3 separate regions of the Zea mays genome follow, and regions 1 and 2 are each linked to region 3. Evidence: chromatin contacts called from public Hi-C data. All regions are on one chromosome and are shown on one strand. The core of a region is the stretch at or near the end of the contact, and the rest is flanking DNA. Distances in the headings are between cores, read along the strand shown. Region 1 holds the start of LOC542360 (nucleoredoxin 1). Region 2 holds the start of LOC100191960 (putative nucleoredoxin 1). Region 3 holds the start of LOC100283539.

The links. A called contact is a pair of places that touch in the nucleus more often than the background predicts.
Region 1: a contact with region 3 is called in a Hi-C map of leaf, with 6 times the contacts expected there. The contact joins the promoter of LOC542360 here to the promoter of LOC100283539 in region 3. A contact is called at or near these places in 1 of 25 Hi-C or Micro-C datasets (leaf) and 1 of 3 datasets of contacts at active chromatin or transcription factors (seedling).
Region 2: a contact with region 3 is called in a Hi-C map of leaf, with 4 times the contacts expected there. The contact joins the promoter of LOC100191960 here to the promoter of LOC100283539 in region 3. A contact is called at or near these places in 2 of 25 Hi-C or Micro-C datasets (ear and leaf).

Annotation. Positions count from the first base shown.
Region 1 is chr1:70,933,065-70,937,277 of Zm-B73-REFERENCE-NAM-5.0, forward strand. LOC542360 (nucleoredoxin 1) reads left to right here and starts at 1,692. Exons shown (of 4, transcript NM_001111937.2): 1 at 1,692-2,112; 2 at 4,025-4,213. The coding sequence starts at 2,020.
Region 2 is chr1:71,031,309-71,035,541 of Zm-B73-REFERENCE-NAM-5.0, forward strand. LOC100191960 (putative nucleoredoxin 1) reads left to right here and starts at 2,743. Exons shown (of 4, transcript NM_001137384.1): 1 at 2,743-2,906; 2 at 3,857-4,233. The coding sequence starts at 2,814.
Region 3 is chr1:70,780,014-70,783,906 of Zm-B73-REFERENCE-NAM-5.0, forward strand. It overlaps LOC100283539, which reads left to right and starts at 2,632. Exons shown (of 6, transcript NM_001156439.2): 1 at 2,632-3,097; 2 at 3,212-3,319. The coding sequence starts at 2,762.

The DNA.
Region 1 (4,213 bases), core at 442-2,941, 150 kb after region 3:
AAACAGGAAAAATCCAATAGGAAATGTCTTGGCTCGAGCAGCCAAGACTCTGCTCAGTCTGGGTGCACCGGACTGTCCGGTGGTGCACCGGACAGTGTCCGATGGCGCACCGGACAGTGTCCGGTGGCGCACCGGACAGTGTCCGGTGCGCCAGGCTGGCTCGGGCGAACTGGCCGCTCTCGGGAAATTATCGGCGACGTACGGCTAAAATTCACCGGACTGTCCGGTGTGCACCGGACTGTCCGGTGAGCCAACGGTCGGCCGGGCCAACGGTCGGCCGCGCGATCTGCGCGGGACACGTGGCCGAGCCAACGGTCGGGAGGGGGCACCGGACTGTCCGGTGTGCACCGGACAGTGTCCGGTGCGCCAACGGCTCCCAGGCACCAACGGTCGGCTTCGCCGTTTAAGGAAAGAAATCCGCACCGGACAGTGTCCGGTGGTGCACCGGACTGTCCGGTGCGCTAGGAGACAGAAGGCAAGAATTGCCTTCCTGGAATGCACTCAACGGCTCCTAGCTGCCTTGGGGCTATAAAAGGGACCCTAGGCGCATGGAGGAGAACACCAAGCATTCTCTAAGCATTCCTAAGCACTAAGACATCGATTTTGCACTTTTGATTCCTTGTGATAGCAATTAGAGCTCTAGTTGAGTTGCGAACTCCTTAAGTTGTGTTGTGAGCTCTTGTTGCGACTTGTGTGCGTGGTGTTGCTGTGATTTCTTGTCTTGAGTGTGTTGCTCATCCCTCCCTTACTCCGTGCTTCTTTGTGATCATCTAAGTGTAAGGGCGAGAGGCTCCAGAGTGTGGAGATTCCTCGCAAACGGGATATAGTAAAGCAAGCAAAACACCGTGGTATTCAAGTGGATCTTTGGACCGCTTGAGAGGGGTTGATTGCAACCCTCGTCCGTTGGGACGCCACAACGTGGAGTAGGCAAGCGTTGGTCCTGGCCGAACCACGGAATAAACCACTGTGCCATCTCTGTGATTGATCTCTTGTGGTTATTGTGTTTTGTTGAGACTCCTCTCTAGCCACTTGGCATTATTGTGCTAACGCCTAATCAAGTTTTTTGTGGATTAAGTTTCAAGTTTCACAGGATCACCTATTCACCCCCCTCTAGGTGCTCTCAGTTATTCTGTTGTTAAATAGCTAAAATTTGGCTTGGTGAGCCATTTAGCTAGTCTCTTGGAGATGCTCTTATATCGCTTTCTTATAATTAGTAGTGGATAAATAACTCCAATTTCTATGTTTAAGTTTTCTTTTTAGAGATTTCGGAGCAGCAAAAGAGGTAGTCCAAAAATTTGTACTACAACTATAAAAACTATATAAAGTTTGTAACTCTAAAGTTAGAGTGTTTGACAAGCTTTGACTAGTTCTTAATTGAAGTTTTACTCTGAAGCCGTACCAAACATATTTTATAGGGTGTTTAATTTGAGTAATGATGTAGTCCACCATCTTCTCACTCCTCACTTTTTTGTTTGGTTTGTTGAATGGAATGAGTTGATCCATCACCATATCAATCCTAATAGTTAGTTAGTACTAATATAAGGGATGAGATTATCCCAGTACATTTGAGGAATAAACCCATAATGCACTAGTTTTTTTGGAACGACGAACCAAACAGTCCATTAATTTCTAATGGCAATTGGGAAGATTCGCAGCACCTTCACATGTAGGATGTAGCACAGGCCACCATCACACGCACAGTGTGGCTGTGGCATTTGGATGTGCATGTGCGGTGGTAGTGTACACCGTAGACACACTGGTGCAACAATCTTGCAACCGAAGGAACCAAACCAGGCGGCCAAGCCGCGGACCCCCGCATCCCCGGTGCGGCGCAGCGGTTCCTGCCTCGTGCACGTCTGTATAACCCGACGGAGCGGGCGCCCGAGGACGACGAGGGAGGAAGGCAGCCAGTCAGCCAGAGGAACCTAGAGCCAGTCCCGTCCCGTCCATCAGCCGCCACACCACAAACACCCACCACTCTGCTCTCGCCCGCTTGCTTTCTCTCCCCCGCTCCAGCTTATGGCGGAGGCGGCGCCAGCAGCCGGCGGCGGCATCGGGGACATCCTCGCCACGAGCGATCGGGACTTCCTCGTCCGCAACTCCGGCGAGCAGGTCAGTCAGCTTCCGCACTCGTCTTTGTCTCGAGGTCTTTTATCCACTTCAGCATGGTAGATTCTCCATGTCGCGCTGCTGGCAAGATTGCGTCTCGTTTCTTGTCCTCTGGCTTTTGATTAGACGATCCGATTATGAAATACGCGGATATGGATGGGGTGTTTGTGGGTCAGCTACCGTCTGCAGTTATTAGGTGGTAGATGATCAGCACGGGAGTGGAGGGAAGACGGGGGTTTGCTTTGTAGGCCTAGTACTACTTTAGACAAAGATCGAGGAGGTATCTAGTGGGTGGTGGTGCAAATTAGCAGGTTTACTTCTGTTACTGGCTTTCTAAATTTTCATCAAGGGTGCAAAAGCAAAACTACTGTACGGGGAGTTTTTTTTTCGATTATGGTCCTTGATAGAATATAATGGGTTTCTTTTATATAATATTTACAAGTGAGGAACTTTTAAAACGGTATTCAATTTCTAATTTATTTTCTTATTTTTTACCATTTGAATGGACATTTTTACCTTTACTCTAGCGATCATACTTATTTTAAATCTATACAAAATAAGTATAAGGGCTTAAGTAAAAAATAAAAAAAATTCAACGGTAGAAAATAAGAAAAGAAAATAGAAATTAGTGAAGTAAAGATGAAATGCTGTTTTAGAGAAATTTTTCAGTGCCATTATAGAGAAGATTAATCTGGCTTTATTATTAGCATGTCTTCGGTGAATCATATAAAATAGTGGACACGACATTGCTATTTCAAAAGTGAAGTGCTATGTGAAAAATGAAGTTTGAAATAATGAATGAAATAGGAGATCTGTTGGAGATGACCTTGTAGAGAAGCCACTTTTATTGAGTATTATAATAAATTAATAACAAAAATATCTATGGGTATTGTCTGATATAGGATCCGTGTATTCTCTTTTTGAACATCTTATCCAGGATGTAATCTGGGGTGATACTTGAATTTTGTAATAATAGCACTACAGTGTTACCGCCATCTGTGCTGTGCTGCAAGATTTGTGGGTTGGGAAGAGAGGGAGGCACGGGCGGGCCACCCCAAATTCTAAGTGGGGGCCTAAGTATGAGTGGAGAACCGGAGGTCTAAGTGAAGGTCTATTAACTAATAAATCTCTGTAGGTTGCAGCTACACTAAGGGTGTGTTTGGTTTGGCTTTTGGCTTTGGCTTTTGCCACCTAAAAGCCAAAAGCCAACCAAAGGGCTGGATCCAGGAAGCAGCTTTTTCTAAAAGCCAACTTTCTCGTAGTGCAAAACTGAAAGCACCTCTGGACCTGCTTTTAGTGGCTTTTGGATGGAACTGTGAAAACATATATCGAAGAAATTTTAACGACTTTTAGTGGTTTCCACCAAACGATTTTTAGCTTTTTAACAGCACACAGCCTACAGCAGCTTTTTCCACAGCTCACAGCCCACAGCAACTTTTTCCACAGCCACAGCCTAACCAAACAGACCCTAAGACTCTGTTTGGAAGCAAACTAGTTTTTTAAAAAACTAGTTTTTATTTTTTAGCTAGGAGAGACTAGGTTCTTAGTTTTCAAGAAACTTAGAATCTAATTTCTATAAACTGAGTCATAAACTTGTATGTTTAGAACCACCTCAATTTCTATAAATCAGTTTCTTAAAAACTGGATTTCCAAACAGGACCTAAATAACATAAAAAGTCCACTAAAACCAAAAAAATTAAGTGGTGTAACGTGGGTCCGCCCCTGGAGGGAGGTAGGGTAGGGGATATTGTTTGGAACTAACTATCATTATTAATTCTGGAATCATAGTTGCCTAGTTTGATTCCGTAATCGCATATAAAGGTTTAACTGACAGAAAAAGTTCCCTATTGCAAGTTCAGACAGCCAGAATTTGGTGCTCAATATCTCTCTCTCATCACCGTTTTTTATCATGCAGGTGAAGATCAGCAGCGTTGAGGCGAGCCCTGTGGCCATCTACTTCTCCGCCTCATGGTGCCCGCCATGCAGGAGGTTCACGCCCAAGCTTATTGAAGTATACGAAAAACTGGCCTCACAGGGCAAGAGCTTCGAGGTCGTCTTTGCTTCGGCCGATCGCAATGAGGAAGCTTTCAATGAATACTTTGCA
Region 2 (4,233 bases), core at 1,493-3,992, 250 kb after region 3:
ATGTTAAAAGAAAGAAAGCAATCCATGCAAAACAAGTGGTCCAAAATGTTAAAAGAAAGCAATCCAACATTCAATATAAATTGGTTTAATTCCAAGCAATCTTTGCACTTGCCTTATGCAAACTAGTTCGATTCTGCACTTATATATTTGCTTTGGTTTGTGTTGGCATCAATCACCAAAAAGAGGGAGATTGAAAGGGAAATAGGGTCAAACCTTTTCCTAAATAATTTTGGTGGTTGAAATGCCCAACACAAATAATTGGACTAACTAGTTTGCTCTAGATTATATATTCTACAGGTGCTAAAGGTTCAACACAAACCAATAAAAAGATACAAGTTAGGGTTCAAAAGAAAGGAGCAAAAGAAACCGAAGAGAACCCTGGTCTGGCGCACCGGATTGTCCGGTGTGCCACCGGACAGTGTCCGGTGCACAGAGCCATACTACTTCAAACTCGCCACCTTCGGGTTTCTGGAGAGCCGCTCCGCTATAATTCACCGGACTGTCCGGTGTGCCACCAGAGCAACGGCTAGCGAACGCAACGGTCAACTCCAACGGTCGCCTGCAACGTGAACAGTGCGCGGACAGTTCGCGCAGAGTCAGAGCAGTGGCAGAAGGCGCACCGGACAGTGAACAGGACCTGTCCGGTGCGGCATCGAACTATCCAGTGCCCCAAGATGTCAGAGCTCCAACGGTCGAAACCGCCAGAACCCTAACAGTTGGGTGACGTGCCCATCGACAGACAGCCTCCCCAACGGTTGAACTGGTGGTTGGGGCTATAAATACCCCCCAACCACCACCACTCCAAGCATCCAAGTTTTTCAGACATCTCATTCAATACAAGAGCTAGTGCAATCAATACAAGACACAATTCAAAAGAATTAAAGCCTCTCCAAGTCCCAAATTCACTCCAAACTCCTAGTGACTAGAGAGAGTTTTTGCTCGTGTTCTTTGAGCTCTTGTTCTTGGATCGCTTTCTTCTTCCTCATTCTTGTTCTCTTCAAGCACATGTAATCAAAGCAAGAGACACTAATTGTGTGGTGGTCCTTGTGGGGGTCTAAGTGACCCGTTTGATTAAGGAGAAAACTCACTCGGTCTAGGTGGCCGTTTGAGAGAGGGAAAGGGTTGAAAGAGACCCGGTCTTTGTGACCACCTCAACGGGGACTAGGTTCTTTGGAACCGAACCTCGGTAAAACAAATCACCGTGTCATCCGCCTTATTTCTTGGTTGATTTGTTTTTGCTCTCTCTTCCGGACCTGGATTTTATTCTAACGCTAACCCGGCTTGTAGTTTGTGCTTAAAGTTTGTAAATTTCAGTTTCCGCCTATCCACCCCCTCTAGGCGACTTTCAGAGGCCACGACATGAAGCAGCTCAGCCACGAACCCGACATCCAGCGAGTAATTCGTGACCCACCGGCGCACCACTCATCCCAAGTTTGACACTACCCGAAGAGTGGGATAAGGCGACGCTAAGGAAGAAGGTCTCACCTAGGGTGTAGGCGAGGATGACACTGGACACGACGGGATGCAGATTGTTGGTCCCGGAATCACCCCGACGAGGAATTGCGTAGTCTCCGGTCAGTCGCGCGCGCGGCAACCCACACCAAAATGATCCTTGGCCCCAGGCAAATCTTCACGACCACCCACCGAAGTCTGAGCGGTGAAGATTGGGGCTAATCGCAGATGCGGCAGGGGCAACCTACTCGTTTCTTCCTAAATCACTGCTCCTCTCCGATGGTGGTGATGGACTTGGTGCGTTCGCGAGACAAAGAACCGAAGGGGAGGTCACGGTATTTGTAGGCATGTGCAGATGCGATCCCTAGCCAGGTGGATCCAACTGGCCGCGCGCGATCCCCGAGATATCCCAATGTCCCTGACGTGGTTGTTACGGGAAGACGACACCTGACGAACGGGCCCCACACACAGTGACTCGAGGAACATGGGTGTGCGCGACAATGGCTGGTCAGGGGACCCCACATGTCGGTGCAGACCACCGATAGAGCAGGCGGGTGGCGATTGGGCCTGTGGGTGGAAGTGAAGACTTCGACCCATTATGAGTCTAGTTGTTTTTCTTTTCCTTTTCTCTTTTTTCATATTTCGAATTCAAATTTATGTATGAGTGTTAAATTCAAATATGCACAAACAAAAATCCAAAATGATGCAAATCTTATATTTATTTATCTCGCTTCTGTTTCTAATTCAAATTTCCGTTTTCGTAATTCCGTTTATCCACTTCCATTTTTGTTCCTGACTATTTCGGACAGATCCCGTTTCTGATAATAAAATGCGGATACGGAAACGGGAGAGAGATTTTTCTGTCTGTTTCTGTCTCTATATAGAGGAGTACTCTGTTTGATTAGAAAGCTCATTCTATTTTTATGTGATAGGGAATGACGGGAGAGCCAGAGAAACCACTTTTTTAGCCTTTCGTCTTCATTTGGTTTCTGTCTCTATATAGAGGAGCACTCTATTTGATTAGAAAGCTCATTCTATTTTTATGTGATAGAGAATGACATGAGAGCCAGAGAAACCACTTTTAAACCTCTCATCTTCATTTGGTTTCTTAGGCGACTTCTTTTTATTTTTATGATAGATTTTTTTTAATAAACTTGTTGCATGATCCGAACCATCCGCCCAAGCGGCGGTCCGCGGGGCCCTCGCATCCCCCTTGCGGCGCAGACGTTACTCGTTCACGCCTATATAAACCGACGAGGCGGGCGCCCAGAACCAGTCCCGTCCGTACTCCGTCCACCCAGGCACCCACCGCTCCGCTCTCTCCCGCCGTCCCGCGTGCTTTCTCTCTCCCGCTCCAACGCATGGCAAAGGCGGCGCCCGCAGCCGGCGGCGGCATTGCTGACATCCTCGTCACCCGCGACCGGGACTTTCTCGTCCGCAACTCCGGCGAGCAGGTCAGTCAGCCTCCGCACTTGTTTTTGTCTCGAGGTCTTTTTACCCCGTCCGCGTGGTAGATTCGCCATCTCGCGCTGCTGGCCTGATTGCGTCTTGTTTGTTTGTCCTTTGGCTTTTGATTAGACGATCCGATTATGAAGTACGCGGATATTGGGGAGGGGGTGTGGGTCGGCTACCGGGTGTAGTTATTATCGTCGAAGTACTACTAGGTGGTAGATGATGAATTGATGAGTATTGAGTAAGGGAGTGGAGACTGGAGAGAGGGAGGGAGGAAGGGGGTTTACTACATTAGCTTCGACTTTACTGTGTAGGCCTAGTGCTATTTTAGGGAGAGATCGAGGGGGTAGTGGTTACAAATTAGCAGGTTTAACTAGTCTACGGTTTGTTAAGGCTATTTTCTATTTTTGTCTTATATAGGATCCTTGTTCTCTTTTTGAACATCTTATCTAGGGGTGAAATCTGAGATGATACTTGAATTTTGTAATAATAGCCCTACAGTGTTGCCAACGTTTGTACCACAAGTAGGGATAGTAATGGATCATGATTCAAATGTTTCTTCATAATATTTTAAAGCCTTAATAAATTTATTTAAAAAATGAATAGGAATATAGAGTCCGATCTTAATCCGATTTGAACCTTAAATTTTATAAAATGTTATAGTATAAATTTTAAACTCGTTACCAACCCTAGCCACAAGATTTGTGGGGTGGGAAGAGATGGGACATTGTTTAGAACCTACTATCATTATCTATTCTGAAATCATAGTTGCCTAGTTTGATTCCATAACTGCCTATGAAGGTTTAGAAAAAGTTCCCTATATAGACATGTGGAAGGTAGACATGCATGACATTTTTCTTATAGACATAACAAAAACGAATTAGCATCTTGCTATTCTGAACCAGAATTTGGTAGCTCAACAGCTGTGTCATCACCATTTGTTATCCTGCAGGTGAAGATCAGCAGCATTGAGGCAAGCCCTGTGGCCATCTACTTCTCGAACTCATGGTTCCCGCCATCCAGGTGGTTCACGCCCAAGCTTATCCAAGTATACAAACAACTGGCCTCAGAGGGCAAGAGCTTCGAGGTCATCTTTGCTTGGGGCGATCTTAAAGAAAAAACATTCAATGAATACTTTGCAAAGATGCCATGGTTGGCTCTCCCTTTTTCTGACATTGAACGTCGTGAGGCCCTTGATATCCGGTTCAAGGTCACTGATACCCCACACCTGGTCATCCTTGATGCAAAAACTGGTGAAGTTTACACTAAAGATGGTGTTAGAATCGTGAGTGAGTATGGCGTGGATGCTTACCCTTTCACACCAGATCG
Region 3 (3,893 bases), core at 1,382-3,881:
TAGGTTTCCTGATTTGAGAAAGTCTAAACTCATGCCACGTGTTGCTGGGTCTTATAAAGTTCTTGAAAAATTTAATGATAATGCATACACAATTGAAGAGGAAAGAAGACGATCAACAAACAATCATGACAATGCTCTCCAAAAACCTAATCACTCACACACTCGAATATGTGTCACAGATGTAGATGGAAGTTTTGGAGGTCCGCTATCGCAACATTCCATGCACAAAGGATTAGGATAAAAGACTTGGATACAACTTAACAGAGAAAAGATTCATGTATGTTCACATGAGAGTCTCCTATGGAGAAAATGAAGGTAATAGTGAGAATTTCGAGAAGATGGAATAATCGCCATAACATGGCACAACAATGATGAGTGCATATGGCACACCCTTAGTATCTCTCAACTTTTTAAATAGACAGCATCATAGTTCACATATTTAAGCTGAGTAAAAAATAGTCAAAATCCCATGAGACAAACTATAATACACTGCAACATTTAATATGGACTTATGATTTATTTACCTAATTTTTAAGTTTGAAACTTTTAAAGTCGTGCAAATTAGGTGTTGAATAGTGGAGGTCAATTATGTTTTGTGCGTTTGTTTAAAAAGGTTTCTCTTTGTGGTTGAACCATATGCACCGTCACACACAAATGAGATGGGTTAGGGGGACCTCAACCAACTCTAGATTCATAAAAAAGAAGTTAACTGTAGATTTTTTCCCCAAACACTCTAGATCTATCAAATTCGGATTCACCAAAATGGTGGATCTAGAAGCAAGATTCACCATTTTGGTGGAGCTCCTCAAGAAGTGCTCCATTGACTTAAGTTTGAAGGAGCCAAAGAAAGTTACCTACCATACCTTTGGTTACACACCCTTTCACCATACCAATTTGTTTATGTTCACGTTTCTTTTGGGTGTCTCTTATTCTTCCATGGTTGTGCTCGCCCTAGCCTCGGTCGCACGTTGTACCTACCCTGATCGTCCTCCTTACTGGCTTAACCAGGCCAAACTCTCCCCTAGCCTCGGCCTTCGGACGCACGCTATGCCCTCTTTGGCCAATCGCCTCGCTGGTCCTGGTCGCGCTACCTTGGCCTATACATGCACATTAGGGCTATGTCTAATGGATTAGCCCAAAGCACGAAGTTGGAGGCACGACCCAAGTCTGATGCGACCTAGATTAACTGTGGGCCTATGCCGGCATGACATAATGTGTGGGCTATGCTTGGGCCTCAACTAAGGCACACGAGCCGGCCTGGCATGATCCATTTAAATAAGGCTCGTCAAAGCCCACTAAATCACACGTAATGAACTAAATATTAAATATTTGGTGGTTGTACTCTTTTTTCCTTCTAACCAAAGGTTTAATAAGATAGCCTCAAAACAACTCAGTTCTATTTTGGTCATATATGTTATGTGCTTTTGTTTATGTTTTATTTAATTTGATTTGTTGCATTGATTGAATGAATTACTTTGTATTATATATTGTTCTGTTTATATGGACAGACATGACACATTATAGTATTTTGGACTATTTGTGCGGGCTTGGCACACTTAAGTATTTGTGGACCGTGCCGTGGACTGATGGTTCAACCCAAAGGCTAACACAACATGACCCATAATTAGAGTTGTTTTAGTAGACTATGCCTTAATGAGTCGTGTTTTAATGTACTTGGGCCGTGTCGACCTAGCCCAACTTAGATGTACATCTATCCTGTAGCCTCGATCAAGACGGGCTTACCCCAACCTTGTCGGTTTGGTTAGGCATTTTCGCCTGGCCCTGGCCTAGCCGCAAGATATGCCCGCTCGCCTCTTTGGCTCTGGCTGCACTGTCCCGGATCTACTCCAGCCCAGTCATGCTCTCTAGTCCTGATCATGTCGAGTTATATCCTCATATCAGTATATGATATTACACGTATTTTTTATTTGGGAAACTAGGAAGCTGATAGAGACTGATATATGAGTTTATTCTAGAGATAACATATACAATTTCAACCAAATATGTGTATTTATTCTAGGGATAATATAGACAATTTCAACCGAAATGTTCTTGCGTAAATTCGGAGGTCTTGTACCGCCAAACAGTATATTGTAGATTTATGGAGGATCTCGAATTTGAATAGTAAATCTTAGATCAAATTTATGTTTTTGGGTAAAGCTCTACTAAGGGTTAGTTTGAAAACCCTATTATCCTAAAGGATTTTCATTTTCTCAAGGTAAATTAGTTTATTTTCCATTGGGAAAATAAGAATTCACTAAGAGCTAGTTTGGTAACACCATTTTTTCGATGGATTTCTATTTTTCTAAGAAAAAATAAACTAATTTTTCTTAGGAAAACGAAAATCTCTTAAAAAAATGTGATTTCTAAACTAGCTCTAAAAAATAGACCTCCCAAACTAGCCCTAAATGTTAATCTTAGAACCAGATTTTATTTTAACGGTAAAGCTCTGTGCACGCGCGTGCCCGAACCGCGCTGCTGCTGCCTGCTCTGCTGGTGATTTTGCCGCACGCGTCGTCGACGTCGACCTCGCGTTCATAGTGATCCACGTGTTGCTCGAGCCGAACGCACGATCCGTGGCTTGCGAGGGAGCGCCACGTAATGCCCCAGGCCGCGGGCTGCCTCTCTTCAATCGGGGCTTCGGCGTCAGCGTCTCAGCGACCAGAACAATCACCACCGTCCGTCCGTCCCGTTCCTCTTCTCGCAGGTTGGACCCGTCAGTCACACACCTCCGAAGTCGGAACCTCCCTGCCCCAACACAATGGCCTCCTCCCTCGCCGCGCGCCGCCTCCTCTCCCGCGCAGCCGCCGTGCGCCGTTTCCCCGTCCCCTTCGCCTCCGCCCCAGCCCCCGCGATGGCTCCCCGCAGTTTCTCCGCCGACGCGGGACCGCCTCCGCCGCTCCCGCCACCGCCGCCGCAGCCCGTCGTCGAGCCGCCCACGTCGGAGGGCGCGGGTGCCTCGTCCTCCTCCACCACCGCTGGTGCCGGAGGGGCCCACAGGTCGTCGCCGGGAGCCGCGGCGGGGGCGCGGCGCCAGGGTGGTGCGGGCTACGAGGAGGAGCAGGAGAAGGTCCTCCGCGCGTCGCTGCTCCACGTGGTTGCGATTCGAATCCACTCCTCCAAATCGACTTCCATTTTTGCGTGTCTTGGTACTTAATTTAGCATATAATATGGAAGATATTTACTGTTCGTGTATGGCTGTATTCTGTAGCCGCGCATGGGGTGGAGCGAGTCGGCCATGGTCGCGGGGGCGAGGGACGTTGGCGTGTCCCCTGCCATCGTGGGCGCATTTCCAAGGAAGGAGGCCGCCCTTGTGGAGGTAGCATTGCTTCTTTTGCTTCTCAATAGGATGATTTGAGTAATTGAGTTGTGACCTTTTTTGGATTCTGTGAGTGTGAGGTGACCAAATTAATCTCCCTAAGAAAAAGAAGAGCAACTATTTATCTAGATCTCCTGTTGCCTCAAAAGGAATAGATGTGATGGATCTCACCAAACTTGTGGGCTATAGGCTGATACTTATTTTTCTTTAACTGGATTGTCTTAATAATTCATGTCTGTCCATTTGTTAAAGATACTGCAAATGCTCTTGATCAGTATACCTGCATCAAGCACAATTGCTTGTAGAAGTAGTTATTTAGGTAGTGTCTGACTTTTTTTTTGCCTGTATTTATATATAAACTAACATATGGAATTTTGGCATACAACTTATCTATTTTCTGTCTCCTTGGTATCTTGAATACAATATATTTCCTTGATATATCTAAAATGTTTGTGCATTTGCTTAGATTGTGAGTGGGCGAGTTAGGTATCCTTTGTTTGCTTGGAAGTTGGAACCATGAAAGACATCTGAAAAAATGGAGCATCCAACACTAATTTGACTTTCTAGCTTTATT